Linked DNA regions of Oryctolagus cuniculus: region 1 is linked to region 2. A link is a contact called in public Hi-C data. All regions are on one chromosome and are shown on one strand. The core of a region is the stretch at or near the end of the contact, and the rest is flanking DNA. Distances in the headings are between cores, read along the strand shown. Region 1 holds the start of HERPUD2 (HERPUD family member 2). Region 2 overlaps HERPUD2 (HERPUD family member 2).

Region 1 (4,649 bases), core at 937-3,436, 57 kb after region 2:
GGACTCCCATATGTGCGGCAGGGCCCAATTATTTCAGCCGTCACCTACTGCCTCCCAGTGTCTACGGTACCTGGACTCGAGCCAAAACTTAAACCCAGGTACTCCAATATGAGATGGGGGTATCTGAAGCAGCATCCTAACCACTGTGCCAAGTGCCCCCCGAAGTCTGGGCATTTTGAGAAAATTGTCAATGAAGGAAACATTAAGTAGCTAAGTGTCTGAGTTTTGGAAAACTAATAGTCACTGATCATTTACACAGTTGCACTGAACAAACAGTATGTGCTAGTGCAGCAGTTCTCAAACTTTTGGTCTCGGGATGGGAGGCAAAGATTGTCTTCTTTATAGACTATCATACTATATTAATAATAACATTTGGTTTTATTTATATCTTAAATGGATCTACATGCAGGTAACATTTATTAAGCATTTACTACACACTGGGCACATGTATTATTTTCTTTAAGACACACACAAAACTCATTAGAAGTATTATTTCCTTTTACAGATGAGGAAACTGGATCCCAAAAATGTTAAGTAACTTATTCTTGATCACATGTCAAATAAATGATGAGCAGAGATTGCACCCTGGCACCCTGGCAATCTAACTCCAGAGGCCCTGTGTATCCTCCCTGCTGCAATGTGGTTTTGTTTGTTTTTAGTAATAAAATTTACCAAAGTAAAATGCTCCTTTGAAATTCTGGAAATTTAAAACAGACTTTATGAGCAACTTAGTAAAAATACAAACTTATTAACACATCAAAATAAGTTATGTTAGGAAAAATGTTCTTCCTTTAAAAATTATTTGGAAATATTTATTATAATAACAATTCAGCATCCATGTACCTTCCACATAGTTTTAACAAATCTTAACACTTTACCACATTTTCTGCACATGCTTTAGGTAGAAAAGAACACATTATAGATACAACTGAACCCTCCCTGTTACATTCCTTTCTCTTCTTCTCTGCAAGTAACCATTATTCTGAATTTGTTCCCTATCATTTCCTTAAACGACATTGACCTCACGTTATGTTTAAACTTTTATTTATGATATACCATACCCCCTTCTGCAACTTGTACCCTCCATATTATGTTAATTATTAATTCTCTCTCTATTTATATTAGTAACTTTAGTTCATTGCTTTCATTTAGTATTGTAACTTTGTCCAACAATGTAACTTATTCATTCACCCTATTAGTGGACACTTATTGTTTTATTAATATAAACTACGCCGCTAGGAACACTTGCGTATAACTTTGTATATGTATGTATATAAAACTCCCTTATAGTGTAACAGGAAAGCTCATTCACGTTCATGAACTACACCAGGAAGAGGGCCATCAGCTTCAAGAAAGGTACAGAAAACCCTGCCTGTGCCCCTGGGACACAGTGAGTGACTTTCACTAGGATGCACCTGGGAAGGCTCCAACAGGTACGGATACTCCCCGCTCCAGTACAAGATAACAGGTTAACCCCCGTGACTCTTCACGGGGTAACCCAAGTTTCGCGGCGTGTCCATTCATTTCCTCAACTACGGTGTGAGCTCACCGAGGACAGAGGCGGGCACATCAAAGTGACCCAACACCAGCGGGAGTCCGCAGTGGAGGCTGCGGCAGCCTTCCTCTGGGCTGTGCCAGGCCGCCAGCAAGTGACAGCGCCAGGAAATTTAGGGGCAACCAGGGAGGCCTACTCTCACTCTCCACCCCAAAAGTCAAGGAAGCCGAGGCAGCGGGGATAGATGCGGGTACAGACACCTGCCCCGAAGTGCCTCTTTTCACAAAACCACCGCAGGTCGGCAGCTCTTAGTTGGGGCGCGGATGCGGTCCCCGCCCTGAGGGAAGTCTCCCCGTCTGGCTCTTCCAGCAGCGCCTCTTTGCCTTACGCCAATTCCGTAAAGAGGCGCTGAGGCCAACCCGGCGGCTCCCGCAGCTCCAAAACCTGACGTGAAACTACGCGGGGCGGCCCTGGTGGCGGCCATCTTTAATCCGGGCAAGACCCCACCCTCGTACCGCACCGACCCCTCCCTCTAAGCGTCCCCAGAATTTTCAGCGGGAAATGTGACATGATTAACCTTAAGAATCAGTGTCGAAAAAATACGCCTCGACTATCCTTGACCCCGGGACAGGGTTGCCAAATCCGGCCAATTGAAACATGGCGGCCAAACCCGAGCAGCAACACGGCGCTGACGCCAATGAAGTCATGCTCGAAATGGAGCAAAGCGGCGGGGCAGCGGTGGAGCTGATCTCGCGAGATCGAAGCCTGTCTCGGCTCAGCCCGGAAGCCTCGTCCGAGGAGGCGGGCGGCGGAGGAGGGAGCGGAGTAGGGCGAGAGCCAGTGGAGGAGTCCGCCTGCTGTCGCGTGCGTAAGCAGGGCAGCGACGCCGAGCGGCTACGCCGCGAATTCTGCGTAGGCGGCTTTGGAGAATCGGCGGGCTGCGCTGCGCCGGGGCTGGTCGCGGAGGGGGGAGGGGATGTCGCTCAGTGCGAGATCCGCTGCTGCTGAGGAGAGGAGCGTCAACAGCAGCACCATGGGTGAGTCTCAGCTTTGGGCCGCCACGACTCGCGGTCTGCTGCTCCGGACGCCGAGGGGGCATCGCGGCCGCTGGCTCGGGCCGGGGGAACGCCCTGGGGCGAGGCGGGGGGCACTGGTGAGGGGAGAAGGGGTGGGGGGCGACGGCGGGCCCGGGGCGCGGCGGCGGCGGGCCCGGGGGGAGGGGAGGCGGCGGCGGTGACAGTTTGAATTGAACGTGAGGAGAGCCGAGGCGGCGGCATTTCCTGTGCCGCGGCGGGCGGGCCCGGGGCGCGGGGAGAGCGGAGCCGCGGCCTCCGCGCTCGGAGCAGCCCGAGGGGGTCGCCTTCGCAGAGCCCTTTTGCCTCCCTCGGCTCCTCCCGGGCCCGCTGGCCCCCGCGGCCCTGCGTCCTCACGTCGCGGGCCGCAGCACCCTCGGCGGCGGTCTCCTGGCCGGGGAGCGGGCCCGGCGGCGAGGGTGGGGATGTGTGCGCGCCGGGGCGCGGGTGCCGAGTGGGCCGGCCCAGGAGGGCGGCGGCGGAGGGAGGAAGAAGGATGCACCAGGCTGGGGCTGCGGTGGAGGCGGCGGCCGCTGCAGCTCCAGCAGCCCGCGTCGCTGGCTCGCCTTCCCCTCCCCGCCTCTGGGGTTGCCTTTCCCCTGGCGCTGCCGGAGGGCCGGTGGAGGGCGGGCAGGTCTTGTGGACCAAGGATCGGAAGCTTGGTTTGGGATTTGGGCATAATTTTTAGGAAAAGGGAGAAGAGAATGTCTGGGAAGGGCGCCCTCCGGAGGAGGTGGAAAGGATGGGAAGGGTCCCTGGGAAAGGGAGGAAGCGGGGCTACAGACTGGTAAAGTTTAAGAAAATTAATTTTTGAGTCTACTTTAAGTATTCTTAGTTATTCTCCTAAGAAGTCCTTCATTTCCTTTCCTCCCCCACATATTGGAAAAAGAGCAGACCAATTCATTCACATTTTCCACTCCCGAGTTCCATTTCATACTCCATAATATGAAATGAGCAACCCATTTGCTAAGTTACTTTTTCAGAGTACAGTTTCAAATCTGGTTTTCATAGTCGTGGGGAAAGACTTTGTGTTGTCCAGGTGTTTGCTTAGTTACAGAAATAATAACTTATTATTTACATTCTTGCCAGTTTATTGCCAGTTTAACAGTTATTTCTTTTGGCTTTGTTATTTGAAATGAAAGAATATCTTCCTGAGTGCCCTTTAGAATATAAATGAACAGACAGTCTGGATACACAAGCATTTCACTTGTTTCACATATTTTCCGACCTGCAGGTGATGTGTATAGTCTGTTGTTTTTCCCCCTAAAGTTTATGCTCAAGTTGGGTTTAAGTGTAAAGGTAGCCATGACATTCATGGAATTCTCATAGGCTGAAGGATGGGCAGGAACAGTTTCTGTGTCAGTGCTGCCTGGATTCCTTTTCTTTTAACAGCAAGGGAAGGAGGCAAGAGGTGGTGTGATGGGGCGGTGGCAGAGGGTGGGCAGGACACAATCTTTCATCCCACCCAGCTGTTCAGTGGGTGGGGCTAGAGGAGGTAGGGTTGAGTGGAGCTATGACATAAATGTGGAAGGCATTTGGTACACAACTATGAAAGTATGAAAGGTAATATTATCAATAGAGTGTTTTAAAAGTTTGTTATAAAATTTATTATTTTGGATTTGTGCATTTTCCTGTATAGAAGTCATCTTAAATAAATTTGTACGACGGCTTTTTTTTTTAGTAAATTATTTATTTATTTATTTATTTATATGAAAGAGTTACAGAGAGAGAGAGAGGTCTTCTATCTGCTGTTTCACTCCCCAGATGGCTGCAATGTCCTGGGCTGAGCCAGGCCAAAGCCAGGTGCCAGGAGCTTCTTTGCGTGGTGACAAGGACCCAAACACTTGGGCTGTTTTCTGCTGCTTTTCCCAGGTCTTTAGCAGGGAGCAGGATAAGAAGTGGACCAGCTGGGGACTTGAAATGGTGCCCATATGGAATGTTGGTGTCACAGGCAGTGCCACAACACCGGTTTCTGTATTAGGACTTTTGAACTAGTATGAGACAAGGTAGGACTCCTGTCAGACCGTATGACAGTCTAGAAGGTTACACTATAACAACAAAGTTGGGTGAGGAAAGAGGGA
Region 2 (4,671 bases), core at 1,646-4,145:
TGACACGCAGAGTGGACAGTGAGAGAGAGAGAGAGAGACAGAGAGAAAAGTCTTCCTTTGCCGTTGGTTCACCCTCCAATGGCTGCCGCGGCCAGCACGCTGCAACCGGCGCACTGCGCTGATCCGATGGCAGGAGCCAGGTACTTATCCTGGTCTCCCATGGGGTGCAGGGCCCAAGCACTTGGGCCATCCTCCACTGCACTCCCTGGCCACAGCAGAGAGCTGGCCTGGAAGAGGGGCAACCGGGACAGAATCCGGTGTCCCGACCGGGACTAGAACCTGGGACTAGAACGCCGGCACTGCAAGGCGGAGGATTAGCCTATTGAGCCGCGGCGCCGGCCATCATTGTCTTCTTTGATTCATGTACTTCTTTGGTACAATTTTTTGTTTTTATTTATTTGAAAGAGTTATAGAGAGATAGGGAGAGACAGAGACAGAGACAGAGAATCTTCTGTTGGTTCATTCCCCAGATGGCCACAACAGCCAAGGCTAGGCCAGGCCAAAGCCAGGAGCCAGGAGTTTCACCCAGGTCTCCCACATGAGTACTTGGGCCATCTTCCGCTGCTTTTCCATTAGTAGAGAGCTGGGTAGGAAGCAGAGCAGCCTACACATGAACCAGTACCCACATGGAATGCAGGCATTGCAGGTGGTGGCTTTACCCACTACATCATTTGGGACCAAAAAATGGTCCCATTTTTTGTTGTTGTTTTTCAATGATCTATTTTATTCATTTGGTGGGGGGGGGATACGGGGGGGAGAGAGAGAGAGACAGAGAGAGACAGAGAGATCTTCCATTTGTTGGTTCACTCCTCAAAAGCCCACAATAGCCAGGACTGAGTCAGGCCAATATCAAGAGCCAAAAATTCAATCCAGGTCTCTCATGTGGGTGGTAAGAGTCCAATTATTTCAGCTATCACCTGCTGCCTCCCAGAGTATATATTAGCAAGAAGCTAGAATTGGAAACAGAGCTGGGATTTGAACACAGGTACCCTAACATGGGATGCAGGTGTCCCAAGAGGCAACTTAACTGCTGAGCCAAATGCTCACCCTGATCACCCAATTCCCAATTCTTGACCTTCCTCATTTATTCTCTCTCTTTGCTTCCTTCTCATTGTTGCCTTCCTTTTACTACTCTTAGGATCAGTGTGTTTTCAGAGGTCACGGTTTTGGGAATATTATTTTGAACCTTGGAGAGACAGGATCAAACTTTCAGCCTATGAATTCCAAGAGCCACAAGGTATATCAGAAGGACAAGGAAGAGAGAAGGTTAATGATGTGGAAGGTGACTAGATAGATGGCTCTGCCATGCAAGACATACATGCCACAGGCAGAGCTTATGTGTCCCTATCAGAGTTCAGCCAGAAGAGAAGCCTCTCCAGGTATTTCAGACTGATAATGCTGGGAATCAGAGGTTAGCCCCGCCACTGGATGGACCGAGAGAATGAAAATCAAAAGCTCATTTTTAAGAAATCAGGAAGTCACCCCAAATAACCTCTCACCTCCAGCACCAAAGCACAGGATGCAAAAGGGTCTTCTACACTGTCACAGTAACAGGTGAGTTGTCACAGTGGGCAGTACGGCTCTTCCTAGATGTCATTCTGACACTAGAATTACTAGCAAAGACTTGACTATGCACAGAAGTATCTCTAAATCACACACATAGATTCCACTGAAGCTAAACCAAATGTGTCCCCAATTCAACTTCCCCTTACCCACCCAAGCTACTCCTGACCACTTGAATTCCCTGATAAGATGGCAGAAGGGAGACCAGAGTGCAGTGACACAGTGGCCTTAACTAACTGTGATGTTAAGTTTCTCACTTTTGCCACTTTTACAAAAGCATCTGACCCTCTGCACACATTGCAAGGATCCCTCCCATCAAAGGCCTTAGACAGGGCTCTACCTGGGAGGGCTCCTGAAACTTAACCTTCTCGTGGAAAGTTAGCCTTTGCCTACAATAGAAGCAACTTACTCTCATGGCCAAAGAGCTAATTCTGTCATAGGAAGGGGAGTCGGGCCGGTGCAGAAGGTTCCCTTAGGAATTGTTTGTGGCAAGAATATTTTATTCAACTTGGAAGTTGCTAATAACACTACTGCATGGTTTATAAATTAAAATAAATTTGAATTAGTAGATATCTACCTATTTTTGTAGTCTTTACATACTGACTTTCAAATCACTCCCTTTTAAAGCAATAGGTCTCAAACTCATTCTTTCAACAAAAGTTTATTGAGGGCACCATGCTGAACTTGAATCATGAAGAACGTACACACAGACCCTGGCTGTGGGGCCCCTCAGGGGAGAAGATGCGTCATCTCGAGGATAATCAGCCCAGCCCATCATAAAATTACAAGACTAGACAAGAGAAGCTCAGGGTCCCACTGAGATAGGACAAGGCATCCTAATCTCGTGGGAGTGACAGGAGATCTGAAGGATCTGAAGGATTTATTTCTTCCAAGAATATATTATGAGTGCCTACTCTCGTGCTAAGTGCCAAGGAAATGATGAGGAAAGCTTCAGAGGCCTTGCCCTCCCAGCACCGTCTCCTGGAGGAGACATTAGTCTCAGTGTCAGATTACATCTGTCTGCAAATTACAGTCTGGTGATGGCCTTCTGAAAGGGGCACACAGGTGCATATTTGGATGTATGCCAACAGGGTTGAGGCAGGAGGTTCAGGCTTTCTGAAGGGGCCACTGTGCACTGACATCCAGGGGTGGCATGAACTGGTAGATGAGAAGACAGAAGGGCTTCTGGGAGCATGAGCAGAGGCTCAGGCACGGGAGAGAGCATACAGCAAGGAGAAAAAGACAAAAAGAGACCTGCGAGGCTGGGGTGGCTCCAGAGTACAGCTACATGGGGCCAACAGCCAGATAAATGGGAATGGTTGGTATGCCTAAGGCCGACGGGGCCCCAGAAATGAGAGCAACCAAGCCACGTGGCCTGATTGGCATCTAAAAGGATCGCTCTGGCAGCAGCGAGAATATTGGATTACAAGGGTTGCTTTGGCAGGAACTGCATCCTAATTACTTCCCTCTTTCTCACTTTCCTTTCCGGTGGCCACAGAGATCTAAATAAATGCATGCCAGATACACAGTTCAAAGCATGCCAAAAACAAGGGGCTGTGCAGCTCAGAGAAGCACACACTGCGAGCAGTCAGGTAGCCACCGACGAGTTCTCCCTCTGCCTCCAATTAGCTGGCAGTCCCTGGCAGGTCACTCTCCCTCTAAAACTCACCCCACCTCCCCAGTTCATAAGATGGGGACAACAATGCCTGCTCCCCAGAGTTGTGTGAGCAACAGGAAGGGTGTGGGCCAGTTCCCTGACGTTTGGCAGAACTCAGTTACTTTGGGAAGTAACTGCAATGTCGTCAAGCCAGAGGAAGATTCCTAACCAAAAGCTATCCTAGCAAGAGCACTGGGAAGAGAGTGCAGTCTCTTCTAGTTAAAAAAAAAAACAGACATGTATGTGTATATGTCATATATTTACATAAGTACTCTGTGTTTTATAGATAGTTGTCTAATGAGATTTTCCTAATACTGGTGCTGGAAAACAGCTTTATATTAGTATATGATTAAAACAAATACCTACATACAATGAAGTTTAAAATTGTCTCAATAAATTATACTGTATACAAGATGTTCTATATTTGGTCTGTACCTGCATGCAGTTATTACCTGGAGAATCTTGACCCATTCGTTAGCCTCTCCATCTCCCAGAGACTAAATGACACTAGCATTTCAAGAATGATTTTATTTATTCAGTCTCTCCAGCTCTTACTGGGAGCCTGACACTCAGTAGGAGGTGCTCAGTAAATACTGACAGAAGAGAAAAATAGATAAAGAATGAATGAAAAAAAATTATGAATCCAGCAGCTTTATTTCATGAACCCAGATTAAGATACTTGTCTGTTTTATTGAACATCACTGTCTTAGAGAGAACTTGGCAGGGAATATTTGAAATGCAGACTGTCCTAGAAAATTCAGGACATGTGATCAGCATGGATCCTCAAATAGCTGAACATCTTTTAAAGAAGCTACAACAAGGAGCTATAACCAGTTGTACTGTGGGCTTGTGTTACACTTATTTTTGAGCACAAAAATTGTTCCAAGTCCTTCGTTCACAGAAGAAGGAACAATCTAGGCAATTTTAAAGGACTTTTGTTTAGCCATTGACACAAGGACTCAGGATCAGCTTTTCTCTTATCTCCCTCACTATAATTAGCCGCCCTGATCAGACCTCTGCGGGCACAAAAAGAGCAAGTGAGACAGCCATACATTTTGTTTGTCAAGCCCAGCTGAGCCTAGCTCAACAGAGTGTCAATTCAAGAGAGGGGAATAAAATATGCAGCAAAGTTGGGAGACTGGAAACAAAGAATCCAGTATGACAACTTACAGGAGAGCTAAACAAGCATTCAAATTAGCAAGAAGAAGGTAAAAAGCCTCAAGAACCAAGAAAAGAGACAAGCTAAAGGGAAGAGGTTGGGAGGAGATGAAATGTCAATTAAGATAGCTAAGATTTTATCATAACAGTATTCTTCAAAGCCAGATTTATTGAAGTGTATTTCATATACAATAAATTTTATCCTTTCAGTGTATAGTTCTATAGATTTTAACCATAGCATACAGTTGTGTAGTTACCATCACAATCACAACATAGGATAATTTAATTATCTC

Evidence for each region. A called contact is a pair of places that touch in the nucleus more often than the background predicts.
Region 1: a contact with region 2 is called in a Hi-C map of psoas muscle, with 2.3 times the contacts expected there. The contact joins the promoter of HERPUD2 here to the enhancer-like site in region 2. A contact is called at or near these places in 3 of 6 Hi-C or Micro-C datasets (psoas muscle, skin fibroblasts and an unstated tissue).

The regions. Positions count from the first base shown.
Region 1 is chr16:26,401,888-26,406,536 of mOryCun1.1, forward strand. It overlaps HERPUD2 (HERPUD family member 2), which reads right to left and starts at 2,187. Exons shown (of 10, transcript XM_008261633.4): 1 at 2,073-2,187. It overlaps SEPTIN7 (septin 7), which reads left to right and starts at 2,255. Exons shown (of 12, transcript XM_070059718.1): 1 at 2,255-2,532.
Region 2 is chr16:26,344,521-26,349,191 of mOryCun1.1, forward strand. All of the region lies in intron 2 of HERPUD2 (HERPUD family member 2), which reads right to left. Among named protein-coding and RNA genes, the nearest start is that of HERPUD2, 57 kb to the right of the region's middle. Within about 2 kb of position 2,896, at least 4 of the 8 cell types and tissues checked have an H3K27ac peak or open chromatin away from gene starts, as enhancers often do.